Regions from separate parts of the Sus scrofa genome. Here region 2 is linked to region 1. A link is a contact called in public Hi-C data. All regions are on one chromosome and are shown on one strand. Each heading gives the region's core, a stretch centred on a gene start, on an enhancer-like site or on the middle of the called end of the contact. The rest is flanking DNA. Distances are from core to core; before and after follow the strand shown.

The links. Hi-C and Micro-C count contacts between places; a contact is called where the count stands out from the background.
Region 2: a Hi-C map of epiblast stem cells shows a contact between it and region 1, with 3 times the contacts expected there. The contact joins the promoter of CHD8 here to the enhancer-like site in region 1. A contact is called at or near these places in 1 of 5 promoter capture datasets (liver) and 13 of 47 Hi-C or Micro-C datasets (embryonic fibroblasts, epiblast stem cells, fetal heart ventricle and 6 more).

What each region holds. Positions count from the first base shown.
Region 1 is chr7:77,622,752-77,625,608 of Sscrofa11.1, forward strand. The region is part of intron 1 of SALL2 (sal-like protein 2); the gene reads left to right. Among named protein-coding and RNA genes, the nearest start is that of METTL3, 38 kb to the right of the region's middle. Within about 2 kb of position 1,505, at least 15 of the 83 cell types and tissues checked have an H3K27ac peak or open chromatin away from gene starts, as enhancers often do. A contact at or near this core is called in embryonic fibroblasts and epiblast stem cells, where this site is marked.
Region 2 is chr7:77,718,025-77,720,881 of Sscrofa11.1, forward strand. It overlaps CHD8 (chromodomain-helicase-DNA-binding protein 8), which reads left to right and starts at 1,452. Exons shown (of 37, transcript XM_021099301.1): 1 at 1,452-1,564.

The DNA.
Region 1 (2,857 bases), core at 255-2,754:
TCCCCTTTAACTCATCAGAGTTAAAGAACTCAGAAGACTGGACTTAAAAATTCCAGAATCTGAAGCCTGTCTCTCTCCTCCATCAGGCCAGGAATGGGGACACACTTCCTCTAAAGATTCAAGTCTTGAGGTATCATCCCTTGCACAGTAAAGGGAAAATCTAAGCTGGCTAAAACTTCAATTTTTATCTCTCTGACATTGTAATTCCCTTCTGAAACTGCCCTAACTTTCCAGTTAAGAACATCACAAGTCCTCAGGTGAATCTCTCCTGAGAAACAAGAGGGGGAGTTCCCGTCGTGGCGCAGTGGTTAACGAATCCGACTAGGAACCGTGAGGTTGCGGGTTCGGTCCCTGCCCTTGCTCAGTGGGTTAACAATCTGGTGTTGCCGTGAGCTGTGGTGTACTGGGAACCTCCATATGCCGAGGGAGCGGCCCAAGAAATAGCAAAATGACAAAAAAGAAAAAAAAAAAGAAACAAGAGGAAGGAGATGGGTCTGTCCTTCCCTAGTCCTTCCTATTTCCTGAAAAGAAAGAGACAGTACCTATGGGTGGGAGGGAGGAGGCAGGGGGCACAGACCACCTCTAGTGGCAGCATTAAGAATCATACCCCTGGGAGTTCCCATTGTGGCTCAGTGGAAAGGAATCTGACAAGTATCCATGAGGACAAAGGTTCGCTCCCTGGCCTCACTCAGTGGATTAAGGATCTGGCATTGCCATGTGCTGTGGCGCAGATCAAAGATGTGGCTCCAATGTGGCATTACTGTGGCTGTGGCTACAGCTCTGATTTAACCCCTAGCCTGGGAACCTCCATATACTCCTAAAAAAACAAGGGAGGAAAAAAGTGTCATACCCCTGAGGAACCAGAGAGGCCATATCAAAAAGACAGCAGAAGAGTTCCCATTGTGGCTCACTGGTAACTAACCCAACTAATATCCATGATGATTCGGGTTCCATCCCTGGCCTCGCTCAGTGGATCAAGGATCTGTGTTGTGGTGAGCTGTGGTATAGGCTGGCAGCTGCAGTTCTGATTCTTGACCCCTAGTTCCATATGCTGAGGGTTAGGCCCTAAAAAAAGGCAAGGAAAAAAAAAAAAAAAAAAGACTGTGGAATAAACGGTAAACTAGCAAAGGGTGCCCTCTAGAAGGAAAAGGAAGGAAAAAGCACCTTCCAGCTCTGGGATTACACTGAATTTATGGTAAGAAGACATTTGGGTAGGAAATAACTCCTGTGGAGTTGGGAGATATAGACTAGACCTTGTGTACCCATATTTGGATTGGATACAAAAAAAAAAAAAAAAAAAACTGAGTTATCAACATAAAGATATTTAAATATTTTTAAAATATATGTGAGAAGGAGCAAGTACTAAATGCTAAATACTTTCCTGGGAGTGCCTCCTGCATGTTAAGTCTGCATCCTCTTCCTTTTGCTGCTAAACCTGCATTGCAGGCTCTCACTCATCACTCACCTTGGCAGTAAGTTTGTGTTTCGACCACCAGGTGGCGATGTCCCACTGTACCTCACTGACGATCAAAGCGAAGCGAGGTCCTCATGAAATTTGGGGGAGGGGGCAAGGGGCAGGTTCTTTGGTTTCACTAGTTATACAAATAAGCACTTGCCTTCACGCCCAAGAGCAAAAAGAATTTGGAGAGTGAGCATAAAAGGTCAGGCAGTAGCTGCCTCTTCCTCTCTTTTTGTTTTCTTAGCCCTTTGGTTTCCATGGGGATCTCTGTTTGAGCAGCAACTCTGAATCCATTTTCTGCCCCTCCAGGCTTGGGGCTGAGCCCAGAGACTGGCTATGAAGAACAGCAGGAGTTGGAATGGCTTGTGAGGAAGAGACTCATTTGGTGAATTTGGGTAGCAAAAGATGGGGACAGGTATAGGAGAAGGAGTGACGGAGTGAGCCTTGGAATGGGATGCACAGAGGGATACGAATGGCAAATAATGTTTTAGTTCAAATAAAATCAGGGAGCATTAAAAATCTTTCCCAAAACTCTTGAATCAGGGACCCTTTGTGAGAACATAGACCATTTCAGGACACACTCTGGACCCTTTATATTACCACGTTCTCTCCCACCCCTATCCAAAAACATCAGTAGACCTGTGTCAGTACCTGCCTGGGTGCTGATATGTCCTCCAGTTCCGAATGCACTCGAGCAAGAGATGAGACCGCCAAGGAAAACTACCCACTGTACTCCCCAGGCAAAGTATAGTGACAAACACATAGTAAACTCTCAGCAAAATATTTGTTGAATGGATAAATAATTAAATGAGTGATAAGAGTAGGGTAGCCTTGACTAATTTTACTTAATCCTTGAGAGAAGATACAAGACAAAGAAAAAATGTTATTTTCTTGTCATCAAAATCACGAAGATGTGGGACTTCCCATCGTGGCACAGTGGAAACGAATCCGACTCGTAACCAAGAGGTTGTGAGTTCGATCCCGGCCGTGTTCAGTGGGTTAAGGATCCAGCGCTGCCGTGAGCGTTGGTGTAGGTTGCAGATGCATCTCGGACCCTGTGTTGCTGTGGCTGTGGTATAGGCCAGCAGCTGTAGCTCCGATTGGACCCCTAACCTGGGAACCTCATATCCTTGAGTAAGGCCCTAAAAAGAAAAAAAAATAAAATCATTTAGATGTGAATGTGTTCATTCACAGATCAATTCATTCAAAGATTGATTAGGGGGGTTTGTTGTCGTTCTGCTTAAATCAGAGGTTTTTCATATGTGCATTACTAATAGCCCCTGTTTGTAAGAGTATTTGCATTTCCGTCAGTTAGGGCCATTATTCAGTAGTCATTCATGGATAGTGGTCAATCTACATATGAACAGCCCTCTACCTGGGGATAGAATCAAGTTTTCC
Region 2 (2,857 bases), core at 202-2,701, 95 kb after region 1:
AGAAATGTATTTGGCCAAATGTCAATCACCTTGGTGATAAAATACTGACACAGATGTCTCCTAAGGTGTCTGAGCTTCTGCCACGTGTGACCATGCAAATGTTACTCCTTGAGAAATTCCTTTAGTAATTTGGAAAGACTCCCTTCGAGAATTCAAAAAAGAAAAGCTGGAATTCCTGTCTGGTTAGGGGTAACGAGTCTGACTAGCATCCATGAGAATGCAGGTAAAATCCCCAGCCCCCCAGGGTGGGTTAGGATCCCACCTTGCTATGAACTGTGGTGTATGTCACAGAGGCTGCTTAAATCCCACATTGCTGTGGCTGTGGAGTAGGACAGTGGCAACAGCTCCAATTCCACCCCTAGCCTGGGGAGCCTCCATATGCTGCGGATGTGGCCCTAAAAAAAGAAAGGACAAAAACAAAACAAAACAAAAAGTTCTTGTAGCTAGTTGCAATACCAGTAGAGATTTAGACTAGAAAACACAGGAGAATCTTATTGAAGGCAAGAGAATTTCACCTACAATAAAATTATTTCCTTTTCAATTTAAACGCAGTTTTTAGGAAATTACTTTCTGAAGCCAATGTTTCTAAGGCTAACTCCTAACACGCCTCCTCTTGCATATAATTTCACCTCTAAGACTTCTATCATTTGCTCTGTCTATATTCATGGGTAGTTTGTGTGTATTGATGAACTGAGTTTTTTTTTAAAAAGTTAAAATTCTTCCCTAAATTCTGTACATCTTCCATGGACTAGCGGTACTCTGTACTGACAAAGTCAGAGCACTGGACAACTTGCAAGAGAAACATAAGGATTAGAAGCATCTAGAATAGATGCATCACCTATGTTGGTCTTAAGTGGATATACTGAGGAGTAAGGTGTCTCTAAAGGATTATCCCAGGAACTCGGAAAATCCACTCATTCCAAGAATTCATTTTTGCTTCTTTGATTTGGTTAAGGTGGCTAGATTTGGTTAGGATCTTTCACTTGTATGACGGGGGTGGGGGGGTGGGGGTTGCTTCCGGGCACATTCAGCATTATTCCAGGCTTTCTCCCCATCGTGACTAAGGGGTACTCCGATTATACAAAGGAGTGTACATTGGGGTTGTATCTAAATAGTCCGATAGAACTATTAGAACAGAGACTTCAAATTCCTTAAGCACGCCTTCTTCCTCCCGGCCCCAAAGCACCAGCCGGATCCAAGATGGCTTCCTAGAGCCAGGTAACTAAATGTTATTTTAGTTTAGAGCGCCCCCAACGCCGGGGGTCAAGAAAAGAAGCCGAGAGATCTCAACGCCACAGAACTGACCCGTCAGAAGCAAGCTACCGCCAGATTTTATTTTCAATCAGGCATATCTGCGGTTGCCTCAGCCTTTTAGGACCTCCCACCCCAAGAGACTTCCTGGATGGCACTCACTCTACCCTGCTGGAGGAGGCCGGCCGTCGGCCCTGCCATTGGTGGATGGGAGCGTAGGTGGGCGGGCCCAAGGGAGAATGGACTACTAGCAAGCTAGATTGAAGCGAGGGCTGACCATGCTCCGCCGGAAGGCGCCTTGTTCTCAGAAAGGGTGAGTTGAAACGCTGGCTGGAAAGGAGGTACCAGGACTTGTTCAGGTAGGCTTTCCGCTCACGCCCGCCGCTTAGTGCTGGTCCAAGAGTCTTTGCAAACGCTGAGGCTCTTAGAATTGGTTTCCATAACTCATCCTCCTCCTCGCTCCCCCCGCCCCCTGCCCGTCCCCCAGTTGTGAGGAATCAGGTGCTGGGTGATGCTCTGGACTGAACCATTCTCCTTTGTGAGAGGCTGGGGGAGAGGGCGGCTGCCAGGCCCGGGGCCCGAGCCGGGCCGAGCCGCGAACCCGGCTGCTCTGAGCCCTGTGGAGTTTTCAAGGCTTGTCATTGCATTATTGAGCTTCGTGTAGATTTGAGACAGCTCCTTGTTCTCCTTGCTCCTTCCGTGGAGGGAAAACTCCCCGGCTCCTTTTGGTTACTCCATACTTTGGGCTCAGAAGTGGGAGGTTAGGGTTTTTTCCTTTTTTTTTTTTTTTCTGCTTGTTTTTTGCCTTTTAGTAATAAAGGTGGATAGGAAAGCATGGGGTGAACGTGGGCAGATTGGTTTACGTTATTAGATGTAATTTCTGTGGATCTTTGGGAGATCAGAGCAGGCTCTTGGACAGTGTTTAGAGATGGGGAAGAGAGAGGAACTCAAGCCTTGCATCTCCATTGACAGGTCTGCAGAGCTCAGTGGTTTTTCTGTTGCATTATGTAAACTCTTCACTAGCAGGAGATACCTCCCCCTGCCTCGGAGTGAATGCAATTTTTTATTTTCCGTCTCCTCTGTCGCAGGAAATTTCCCTGCCATTGCAGCAGCTGTGCACATGTAGCAGTTCCTACCTTTTAAGGAGCAGTCCCGAAATGATTAAGGCCTTTAAGGACGAGGTGAATAGTGGTGTGTTGATATTTAGTGGACCAATCTCTTTTGACTCTTTACGCTCAGTGACTGAGCATAGTGAGCCAGAAGTCGAAGACATGGCACTCCGTGTCTTTTTCTCTTAAAGAATAGACATGGTGGAACGCCCCAAACACCAAAGGTCCTGCATTTTCTGCATTGTCTGTGTCTGCTGCATCCTACCATCACACTAGCATCCACAGACTGTTTACTCTTCATCTTGTTCTAAACCTCTTCATCTTGTTCAATTGGGGATTCTCTGACAAGGGTATCTGTAACATCTGATGAGGTCCTATCTGGTGTGGGGTACTAGAAGGTGAGTTTGTGATTTGAATAATGTTAGTTAATTAGGTAATGTCTTCTGCTTAGGAATTTCTTTTGTATTAGTCACCAAATAAATTTCAGAACAAACTGT